2 separate regions of the Sus scrofa genome follow, and region 1 is linked to region 2. A link is a contact called in public Hi-C data. All regions are on one chromosome and are shown on one strand. The core of a region is the stretch at or near the end of the contact, and the rest is flanking DNA. Distances in the headings are between cores, read along the strand shown. Region 1 has its middle 4.1 kb from the start of NUMB. Region 2 overlaps PAPLN (papilin).

Region 1 (5,572 bases), core at 1,520-4,019, 180 kb after region 2:
AAAATTGTCTATTTTCTAACATATATTTTTAGTCACGTTTAAATAAACTACATACTTCCATCACCAAACTAAGAGGAAATTATTCCTCCAGCAACTCTACGTAACAATAAGATGTCTTTTCCTAGTTATTTTCCGGAACTTTCCTCCCCCTTCTCTCATCTTCACCTTCCAATTTAGAAATAACCTCCCCTTCAATTCAATGACTCATAAAAAGCCTGTAAAAGGAAAGTGGAAAAGCCAAAATAACTTTAGTGATGTCTGAATCACCCAGTTGAGGGAAAGATCACACATTGACCAGGATAAGATGGAGTCCAAGGCTTAACAAAAGCCTGAACTAACATCCCATAATAAAAGAAGTAACATGTAAATGTGAAGATGCTCCAGTAAGAAGGAGATATCGGTATGTCCCTTACACAGCTTTTTAATGTATTACCAGCAGCTTTCTTCTCTCTAGTCTTGGCAGTGTGCCCTACCTACCTACCAATTTTAGGGCAAGTTGAAGGCAATTAATGTTCTGGCAGATAGGAAACAATAACGTCATAGGAGGGCATGGCCATTATTATGGTACTTTGGGTAATAATGGCTCTTGCACAGCCGTGGTGACTATGTGCCATAGAGAACATAGAATTAGGCCAGCCTCACTAAGAGGACTTGCCATCTAAGTTCAGGAACTCAACAAAATTACTATAACAAAACTAGGAAAGTTGCCACAAAGGTCAGCTATTCCTTCTATTTCATACGCTAAAAAAGAAAAAAAACTATTCATAAATGTTTTTGCTCATACATGTTTATACACTTATACCACACCCATTCCTGGTGAAAAATCAGTTAAGAAAAATGTAAAATACACACATACAATCCAATAAGAAGAGAGAAAACCTTAAAGAAGGAAGGTTTTGTGTTTTTTTGTTGTTTTTTTGTTTGTCATTTTAGGGCTACACCTGCGTATATGGAGGTTCCCAGGCTAGGGGTCAAATCAGAGCTGCAGCTACTGACCTACACCACAGCCACAGCAATGCCAGATCCTTAACCTACTGAGCAGGGCCAGGGATCAAACCTGCATCCTCGTGGACACTAGTCAGATTCATTTCCAGTGAGCCATGATGGGAACTCCAAGAAGGAGGGTTTTCAGGAATGTTCTTTGATCCAAGAGAAGGGCTACTATGTTATTGGCGCCCATGCAGTACCGCTTATACGCTACATTTTGATTTTGCTTGCATAAGGTAAACTTATAATTACTCCAACCAGCTTCTGCTTTCTTTCCCGTGTTATGTGCTTCTCCATCATCCTCAAGTTCCACTCTTAAAAAGCAAGAACACTGGAGTCAGGGAGTCTGCAGCTTTGTGCTGCGTGGTTGGCTGTGGAAGTGGTGCAGATGGTATCTGTGGAGAGCCACTTGAGCAAGACCAGGATGGCAGGTATATTAAAGGCAAAAATAACCTTTATAAGTCCTGATTAAGTGGAAAATGATGGATTCAGAGTGATGTCCCAATATTTAAGGTACGGTTTGTTTTGGGCTCTAATGTTGTGCCACTTTTTGTTTTCTTTGCTACTCCTGCTTTTTTCCCCATCGTATCACTTTTCAAGGAAGTAGAATCCATGTCTCTTTTTTTTATATAAGCCTTTTAAAAAAATTTTTTATATTACTCAATGAATTTATTACATTTATAGTTGTGCAATGATACAGCATTTCCATCCCAAACACCCAGCATTCTCGTACCCCTCAACCACTCTCTTTTGGAAACCATAAGTTTTTCAAAGTCTGTGAGTCAGTATCTGTTCTGCAAAGAAGTTCATTGTGTCCTTTTTTCAGATTCCACATGTAAGTGATAACATTTGATGTTGGTGTCTCATTGTGTGACTGACTTCACTTAGCATGAAAATTTCTAGCTCCATCCATGTTGCTAAAAATGCTGGTATTTCATTCCTTTTAATGGCTGAGTAATATTCCATTGTGTATATGTACCACATCTTCTTGATCCACTCCTCTGTCGATGGACATTTAGGTTGTGTTCATGTCTCGGCCATTGCAAATAGTGCTGCAATGGAGTACATGTGTCATGTCTCTTTTCATTTCTATTTTTGTCCAGTGGGGCAATCTCACTATGCAAAAGCTCCATTTGGGTTTGTTTGTTTTTGGATTTTTTTTTCCTCCCTGGTTTTTACACACAATTCCAAATAGACTAGAGAAACAAACAACTGGTGGAGAAGAAAATCACTCGGATAAGCTGACAAGGGCAGCCAGAGTTTGCTACTGCTAGCAGTTAGGGGTAAAGCCATGAGGGTAAAGCCATGATTTTTTTTTTTTTTTTTTTTTTTTTTTTTGCTTTTTTGGGCCTCATCGGCAGCATATGGAAGTCCCAGGCTAGGGGTCGAATCGGAGCTAGAGTTACAGGCCTATGTCACAGCTCACAGCAACGCTGGATCCTTAACCCACTGAGAGAGGCCAGGGATCGAACCCACAACCTCATAGTTCCTAGTCAGATTCTTTTCCAGTGGACCATGACAGGAACTCCAAAGCCACAATATTTGATAAAAGATGGTTCCTTGAGTTTGGGATCCCTGAAAGTGGAAGCTGACAGGGATGAAGAAATTGGAGAGAAGGGAAGAGAGAGGCAGCGGGAGAGAGGGAGGGAGGGAGAGAAAGTCCTATGGAGAAGAGGGTAGTGAAAGCAAGAAAAAGAGTCAAGAGGCCGTGATCACAGTGCTGAGCCAGCTTAGAGTTCTACCCCCACTTCCCGGCTATGGACTTTATACCAGGTTGCATAATCACACAAAGTGCAGCCTCTGCTCTGCCACTGGCTGAAAGGAGAATGGGGCCAGAACTATACCCTATGGGACCATTGATCTACTGCCACCTGAAATCCTCCCTGAGCTCAAAGACTGCTGCTCCGGTACCAGGGCAAAGCTGACAAGGAAGGATCAATTCCTGCAGCTAGCAAATAAGTGCAACTTCATTTGATTTCATAAAGGTGACCACTAGCATGAAGCTTTGGATATACAAAGAGAAAATTTCTTGAAGATGTTTTTGCCATCCCAAACTGGGGAGCGTCCATCAAAGGGAAGTGCCAAGCTGCTTTCCATGCTGGAACACAGTTCTGGTTTCAAAGTTCAAGGCTGTTTCATGGATGGGAAAAAAGTCCATAGAAGAGGATGCTCTTTCAGGCAGAACCATTTGCTATCCAACTCTAGGGCTCTTGTGATTTTTATTTATTTTTTTATTGTAGTTGATTTACAATGTGCTGTCAATTTCTGCTGTACAGCAAAGTGATCCCGTTACACACATACATACATTCTTTTTCTCACATTATCCTCCATCATGTTCCATCACAAGTGACTGGATACAGTACCCTGTGCTATATGGCAGAATCTCATTGCTTATCCACTCCAAATGCAGTGGTTTGCATCTACCAACTCCAAACTCCTAGTTCATGCCACTCCCTCTCCTACTCCCAGTCAGCAACCATAAGTCTTTTCTCCATGTCCATGAGTTTTTTTTTTTTTTTCTGTAGATAGGTTCATTTGTGCCATATATTAGATTACAGATATGTAATATCATATGGTATTTGCTTTTCTCTTTCTGACTTACTTCACTTAGTATGAGAGTCTCTAGTTCCATCCATGTTGCTGCAAATGGTGTTATTTTATTCTTTTTTATGGCTGAGTAGTATTCCATTGTGTATAGGTACCACATCTTAATCCATTCATCTGTCATTGGACATTTAAGTGTTTTCACGTCTCGGCTATTGTGAATAGTGCTGCAGTGAACTTACGGGTGCGTGTATCTTTTTTTTAATGATTTTTATTTTTTTCCATGATAGCTGGTTTACAGTGTGCATGTATCTTTTTCAATGAAAGTATTATCCAGATATATGCCTAGGAGTGGGATTGGTGGATCATATGGTAGTTCTATATTTAGTTTCCTGAGGTAGCTCCATACTGTTTTCCATAGTGGTTGTACCACTATCTTTAAATAGCACACCATATCTTCTCTTTGCTCAATGCATGCATTTTGAATCCGAGTGTTTTTACCCCTCTACCCACCTTGCATAACACAGGCAAGATGACTTTAGTGCTTATAAAATGGATGGGCTGCAGCTCTCAGCTCTGCCATTGTGCTTCTGAATGGAGCCCTTGGTTACTATCACCAGATCTGTGGGTGGACCAGCCATTCTGCAGCAGGGAGTGGACCTCTCAAAGCAGTCAGCACCATTTAAAGTTTTGTCCATCCCTGTTTTACACACACACAAAGAGTTTCCTGGAAACATGGCTATGCTCCAAGGATTTCAGAGTAAAATGCCTTCTAGAACACCAGTTTCCCAATCACTTGGAATCTCATAAGAAAGTAGATTTGAACTCAGACTCCTTTTTTTCTTTTAGGGCCACACCCATGGCATATGGAGGTTCCCAGGCTAGGGGTCAAATCCAAGCTACAGCTGCTGGTCACAGCCACAACCACAGCAACATGGGATCCAAGCCATGTCTTCAACCTATACTAGAGCTCATGGCAACGCCGGATCTGAGCCAAGCCAGGGATCGAACCCACAACCTCATGGTTACTAGTTAGATTCGTTTCCACTGCTCCACAATGGGAACTCCTTGAACTCAAGACTCTTGAACTTAAATGTGTTCAGATCCTGGCTCTGCCATTTACAGCTGTGTGACTCTGGGAAAGCTGATTCATTTACCTAAACTTCAATTGCTTCACCTACAAAACAGGGTATGTATTAGTTATCTCTTGCTGCATAACAAATTACCCCCAAAACTTAAAAAAACACTTATTATTTCTGTTTCTGTGGGTCAGAAATCTGGTGCAGCTTAACTGGATCCTTTGGCTCTGGGTGTTTCGCAAGGCTGCCATAATCTCAAGGCTCAACTGGGATGAATCTGCATCCTAGCTCACTCATATCTTTGTTGACAGGAGTCCTTCACTCACAGGCTTTAGGCTAAGGCCTTGGATCCTAACGAGCTATTGGTTCAAGGCTTCCCTCAGTGCCTTGCCTTGTGGATCTCTCCACAGAGCATCTCAAAACCATGGCAGCTTACTTCACCGGAGTAAGAAATAAGAGGGCAAAAGAGAGGTCCAGTAAGAGTGAGACTGCTAAAAAGACAGAAGTCATTGTCTTTTGTAATCACAAAAGTGACATCACATCACTCTTGCCACATTCTGTTCTTTAAAAGCAAGTCATTAGGTTCAGCCCACACTCAAGGAAAGGATGTAAATACCAGGAGGGGGATCATTGGAGCCAGCCAGTTTAGAAGCAGCCTACCTTAGGATAATAATAATGATATTAATATCTAGTGGCATTTTGTTTAAAGAATAAATGAGAGAATATATTCAGCTCAAGACCTGGCACATATTATGTACCTAATGTATACAATAACTATTATTAAGTTATTATTATTGAGTTATATAATGACTGGTTTTCTCTCCCTCCTAGCTACCAGGAAGAAACTTTTATGAGCAATAAATGAGATAATCCGCATAATTCAGGAAGGACTTGATACATAACAAGTGCTCAGTAACCATTAATTATTATTATTAACATTATATGAATGTGTGATATCTGGT
Region 2 (5,593 bases), core at 955-3,454:
ACACGGAGGGTGTCAGTTCAGGCCTGGCTGCTTCCCGTCTGCTGGGCTGAGGGTGGAACTGGCCAGGCTTGAAGTCTGGTAGAAACGTCGCTTAGTGAGTGGGACTGACAATGGGCTTTTGGTCTGTGAGCTCCTTGAGACTGTGACTGTGGCTCACGTTCCGGGGCCCAGCCCAGTGCTCAGCCTCACCAGGGGCTCAGGTTCTCAGTGACTCAGTGCAGGTGTGCGTGAAGGCGTCCCCTTGGCAAGAGCGCCATCCTGCAGGGCGTCTAGCAAACAGACCGCTTGTCTACATACTTCCCAAACTCGTGAGACTTGAGACAGGCCAGGATGCAGACTTAGGTGAAAGAGAGCTGTGAGGAGGACCCAGATAGGCCTGTGGGTGATTAGCTATAGACATGCCTAGCCGGGAGGCCTGCTGTAATCAGAAACTTGGTTGCTGCTGAAGTCTGGTAGGGCTCCTGATGGAGTGGTGTGATGTGACCTGCCTCCGGGACACGACACTCACGGGCTCGGTCCGACCACCTTTCTCCCACCCCGTTGGATGAGTGTTGTTAATCTTTTTTTGGGGGGGGCACCCTTCTTGACTAGAGGCTGTCTCCCTCCCCTCTTTAACCGTGTTCGATCTGTTGATTGGGCTGCAGCTATCTGCTCTCACCCGTTTAAGCTTTTTGCAGTGTGTCACTGCTTGAGGCTGCCTCCCTGTGCCCTGTTCATGGTTTGGTGGTGTGTTGGAATCAGTGTTAGCGTCACTCTGGTGTAAGGGACATACTGCCACTGTGAGGATCTCTCAAGCTTTCTGCCTAAAAGCTTTTGGTGAGAAAGTATTGTAGGTAAAACATAAAGGGTCACTCACTTTTCTAGATGAGCAGGAATGAGGGAGGCTCTGGGGCCGGTTAAGTGCCCTTATTTTAGCCATGGTTACTACATCCCAGCTCCTTTTATCATCTCCATTTCAATGAGGAAACCAAGGCACGGAGAGCTAAGTGACAATTTGTCCAAAGTCCCCCAGCTGTTAGTGTGAGAGCCAGGATGCCACTCAGCACGCCCAATGTCGGTGTGAGAAGCCCAGGGGCTGCAGCGGCTGAGATCAAGTTGATACCAAAGCTATGATTTTTAATTAAAAATAAGCATAAATGGCTTTCTTACTCTTTAGGTAAATGTTGGTCGTTTGTACTCTTGTCATACTGTATGTATCAAGCCTTTGTAAAACCGTTCGCTGGTTTGGTATGGTCTTTTAGTTGTATTTGGGGAGGGAGCGTGGAGTAGGCTTTGCCCAGTCCCATGAGGTCTGATTTTCAGGGAGGTGCTGCTCAGGCCTGAGTCAAGCTGTCATAAGAGCCCCTTCTAGAAAGAAGAGGGAGGGTAACTAGCCATGGCAGTCCTAAGATGAAGCAGCAGAATGAAACTCACAGGGATTTATAAGATACAGAAGAAGCTCCTAGTAAGTAAATTCAGAGCAGAAGGCAGCCGGTGTTTTGTGCTCTACGCAGTGTCAGGTTGTCTTCCTATGACCTCACTGCTTTCCCCGGGGGAAGTGTTGGGGCTGTCAAAGGCACAGAACTCTTGAGGCTGGAGGAAACCAGCAGTGAGAGAGAAGACAGCTCAGAAATGTGTGTAGGAATGATCCTACTCTCTCCTCTTCCCAACCCAGAGGCCAAGGCAGTTGTCCAGCTCTTTAGGTCTCAATGGTCAGGGCAGGGAGTTAACGTCCAGAGATGTTTAATCACCCAGTCAGTCACTGTTTTGGAATCTGAGAGCACCGGGTGGAAGCTGCCTGCTGAAGCAAGGCCAGCTGCGGGTGAAGGGATCCCCCTGGGGGTATACTTACAGGTGTTAAAGGGTTAGAGGAACTGCACCCTTCTCGGAAGCCGGCAGTTACAGTGCTGCTTTCCTTGTAGGAAATGAGATTGTAGGTGAGAGTTTTCTTCAGCACACACGGCTTTCTTACCACCCACTCCCCTCACTGTCTTGCAGCACTGGCCACCCAGCCGAAGGACCCCAGTAGGGACTGCGTCGACCAGCCAGAGCTGGCCAACTGCGACTTGATCCTGCAGGCCCAGCTCTGCGGCAATGAATACTACTCCAGCTTCTGCTGTGCCAGCTGCTCTCGTTTCCAGCCTCCCGCTCAGCCCATCTGGCAGCGAGGACGAAGGCTTGCTGCAGCCCCAGTTCCGAGACAACGTCTAGGGCTAGGAGCGCGGGAGACCGGCTCTCGCTCTCCCCCGTCTGGCTGGCAGAGGCAGTTATCCTCCTGATAACTGGCCTGTCCAAAGCTGCTCCAGCTGTTGGGCAGTCCTCAGCAGGGTCTGCTTCCCTGACTTAATAACCATAGCTGCCTGCTGAGTTGTCAAGAATCTATTTGGATAATTTCCCTCCAGAATTTCAGTTATATAGAATCAATTCACTGTGTTTGAAAGCAAACCAGGGTTCTCACTTCATTTATAAAGCTAGGTGGTGGTGGGGTTTAATGATCTCAAAGTTAATTCCTATCTCATACAGGAACACTAGCTCCTGTTGTGTCAAAGAAGCATTCTTTGCTAGACTAGATCTCATGTGGGGTCCAAAGAGCAATTCATTGCTCAATCTCTCCCGGCCTTCTAGGTAGTACAGCAACCAGCTTCCAATCTCACCTGTGCGGCACCATTACCAGCTTGGTGGGTGTGAAAGCTCTTGGCAAAGGGGATACAATGAAAGGCTCAGGATGGGGATCCAGGATGAAAGAGCAACTGGTGCATCACCAGCTGAATATGAAGAACTAGAAAAGCTCTTTCCTTTCACCAGGAGGCTGAAGCCCTCCTCCCGAGGCTGACAAGCCGGGCCATGGGAGCTGGGCCCGCTCCGCGCAGGGACCGAGGAGCCTCTCCTCCTTAAGCAGGAATCTGTGATGCAAGGTACCTGCTGCCAGATAAAAACCAGTCTATTATTTAAAACAGCACCAGGGAGTTCCTGTCATTGGCTCAGTGGAAATGAATCCCACTAGTATCCATGAGGATGTGGGTTCAATCCCTGCCCTTGCTCAGTGGGTTAAGGATCCAGTGTTAGCATGAGCTGTGGTATAGGTCGCAGAGGCAGCTTGGATCCCACATTGCTGCGGCTGTGGTGTAGGCTGGCAGCTGTAGCTCAGATTCAGCCCTTAGCTTGGGAACTTCCATATGCTGTAGGTGCAGCCCTAAAAGGCAAAAAACCAAAAAAAACTAAAACAGCACCAGCAGGATGGGGGGTACCAATGGAGGGGAGGATGATGTAGTAACAGGGAAGTAGTTTCTGAAATGGTCCGAGTTGGAAGAAGTCATTCTTCCTCTCTCAGAGCCTCTTAATGCTTTGCTGCTAAAACAAGAGGCCCAGTTTCAATGAGCCCCTGAGTTCCTTTCCACTTTAACCTTGTTCAAGTCTTCCAGAGGACTGGCCAGGCCTAGTAGCAGAGGTCATTCTGGGACTCAGGAAAGATTGGCATTACAGGGGAAGGTGACTTTTATTACCAGCACACTGACTAGAAAAGAGATCCTGAGTCATGGGCAAGTGATATTTCTTGGTCTACCTCTCATTTAACAAAAGAAACGGGCCAGGGCACAGACCTTTTTTCCATTTAAAAAAATGGAGTTCCCGTTGTGGTGCAAGCAGAAATGAATCTAACTAGGAACCATGAGGGTTGTTGGTTTGATTCCCGGCCTCTTTCCACGGTTTAAGGATCTGGCGTTGCTGTGGCTGTGGTGTAGGCTGGCAGTAGCTCCAATTAGACCCCTAGGCTGGGAACCTCTATATGCTGCGAAAAAAAATGGAGGCCTGTTTTCACTTACCATGGCTGGTTTTGCTATACAACTTGGAAAAATAAGGGCTGCTTTCTTGCAGTCCCCTCTTCTCTAGTTAAAACTAGTATTTGGCCAATTGGTAACATCTCAGAAGGAAGTGTGAAGTTACTTAGCTCTTTGTAGAACGAGTCACAGGGTCATAGGCTGAAGTTAGAGTAGAACTCAATCTAGACCAGAGGTTTTCAACCCACTTCCAATACTGGGAGCTTTTTAAAAAGTGAACCTGGGGTTCTACTCCCCCGATTTTTATTTAGTTGGTCTGGAGTATGGGCTGGGCATGAGGACTTTGAAAGCTCCCAGATGATTATAACATGCATCCAAGGTTGCAAATCACTGCTTCGACTCCAGACTTCTCAGAATGTGAATCTTGTTCCAATGCAGATTCTGACTGCTAAGTTTGGGTGGGGCTGAGGTTCTGGATCGCTAACCAGCTGCTCCATACTTTGAGCAGCAAGAATCTGCCATTAGAGATGCACTTAGGAACAACCAAAGCCTAAAGTATGAATTGAAGAATATGGTAGTCCAACAAAAGATTTTCCAGCCATTAAACTAGAGATCTGTGGCAGCCGTGATGGAGAGAGAACAAGACCAAAAAGAACCAAAACTCACTTGCTAATAAAGAAAAGGGGAAAGAATAGCTCTTCATGGCCAAAAGCTTCTACCACGAACATTTATTTTTGTTAAAGCAGATTATAAATTCTCATCAGTACAAATATATATAACTTACATTTGATTGTAAGGCCAACGTTCAAAAGTAAAAATGAGATGGGATCTCATGTTACCAGAGGTCAAGTGGCTGCAACTGGCAATGGGATGTTCTGCTCGCCACAGGGGAGAGGGGTGGGGAGGGACACACACACACACACACAGTGCGAATAAAACCAGAATCTCCATCCCTACAACACTCATGGGAACAAAACAAAGGACAAAACAAAATCCACCAACACCTACAGGACAAACCAACACAGTAACCTGTGTTCCCCTCTGTGGATATGATTATGTCATTGTCACTAGTGTTAAAGGATTAACAGAAGGAAACTGCAGCAATATGTAAAAGAAAATACATATTCTCTAGAGAGTAGATTGATTCCATTAAAATAATGACATTAGAATTTCATTATAGGTTTAAAACCAGGACAATACTGCTCGCTCTTTATTTAAAACTACAACCTAGTGACTGTATTGGTCAAAAGCGTGATTGTTGTTGCAATGTGCTACTTACAGTGAATGATACCAAGCCAGCCAGGGATCCCGTCTGCAACTTCCAGCCCTTCCTCTTTTTACTTCAATAGGCATCAGTGATAAATCAATCTTATATACAATTTCTTACAGCTAACCCTTTTACCTTTGGCAAGATTACTTACAACTCATACAACTTTTTAATATTGAGAACTATTTAAAATATTCTAAATGCATAAAAATAAAGATTTTGGCTTTTCGATATATATTTATAATATTTATTTTTACTCAAAATGGAAGCTCAACTTTACCCCAAAAATATAGCTCTGCTGGGCAGCTACTGATGTGCCTTCCTGGGAATTCTGGCAGCACAGGCTGCCTCTCATTCCCAGCCCAAGCACAGGCCACTCTGTTCTTGATCTGTAAGAAGAGTCTAGTATTGAGAGAGGAAGCAGGTGAATGGCCTGAAATTTGAACAAAGGGAGGTCATTTTGCTTCCCGTTGTGTTTTATATTCCAGTAAATGTGCTTTGAATACAGATTCCTGTTCAGATACTTCTGCCTCTCTGCTGCCAGAGATTTATAAGGGGCTGAAGGATGAGG

What was found. Hi-C and Micro-C count contacts between places; a contact is called where the count stands out from the background.
Region 1: a contact with region 2 is called in a Hi-C map of liver, with 6 times the contacts expected there. The contact joins two enhancer-like sites. A contact is called at or near these places in 1 of 5 promoter capture datasets (fetal skeletal muscle), 10 of 47 Hi-C or Micro-C datasets (alveolar macrophages, blood, embryonic fibroblasts and 4 more) and 2 of 2 datasets of contacts at active chromatin or transcription factors (alveolar macrophages and skeletal muscle).

What each region holds. Positions count from the first base shown.
Region 1 is chr7:96,799,967-96,805,538 of Sscrofa11.1, forward strand. No RefSeq gene overlaps it. Among named protein-coding and RNA genes, the nearest start is that of NUMB, 4.1 kb to the left of the region's middle. Within about 2 kb of position 2,770, at least 4 of the 83 cell types and tissues checked have an H3K27ac peak or open chromatin away from gene starts, as enhancers often do. A contact at or near this core is called in liver, where this site is marked.
Region 2 is chr7:96,619,802-96,625,394 of Sscrofa11.1, forward strand. It overlaps PAPLN (papilin), which reads left to right. Exons shown (of 27, transcript XM_021099491.1): 27 at 1,978-2,686. The coding sequence ends at 2,258. It overlaps NUMB (protein numb homolog), which reads right to left. Exons shown (of 9, transcript XM_021099490.1): 9 at 4,469-5,593. Among named protein-coding and RNA genes, the nearest start is that of PAPLN, 38 kb to the left of the region's middle. Within about 2 kb of position 2,205, at least 23 of the 83 cell types and tissues checked have an H3K27ac peak or open chromatin away from gene starts, as enhancers often do. A contact at or near this core is called in liver, where this site is marked.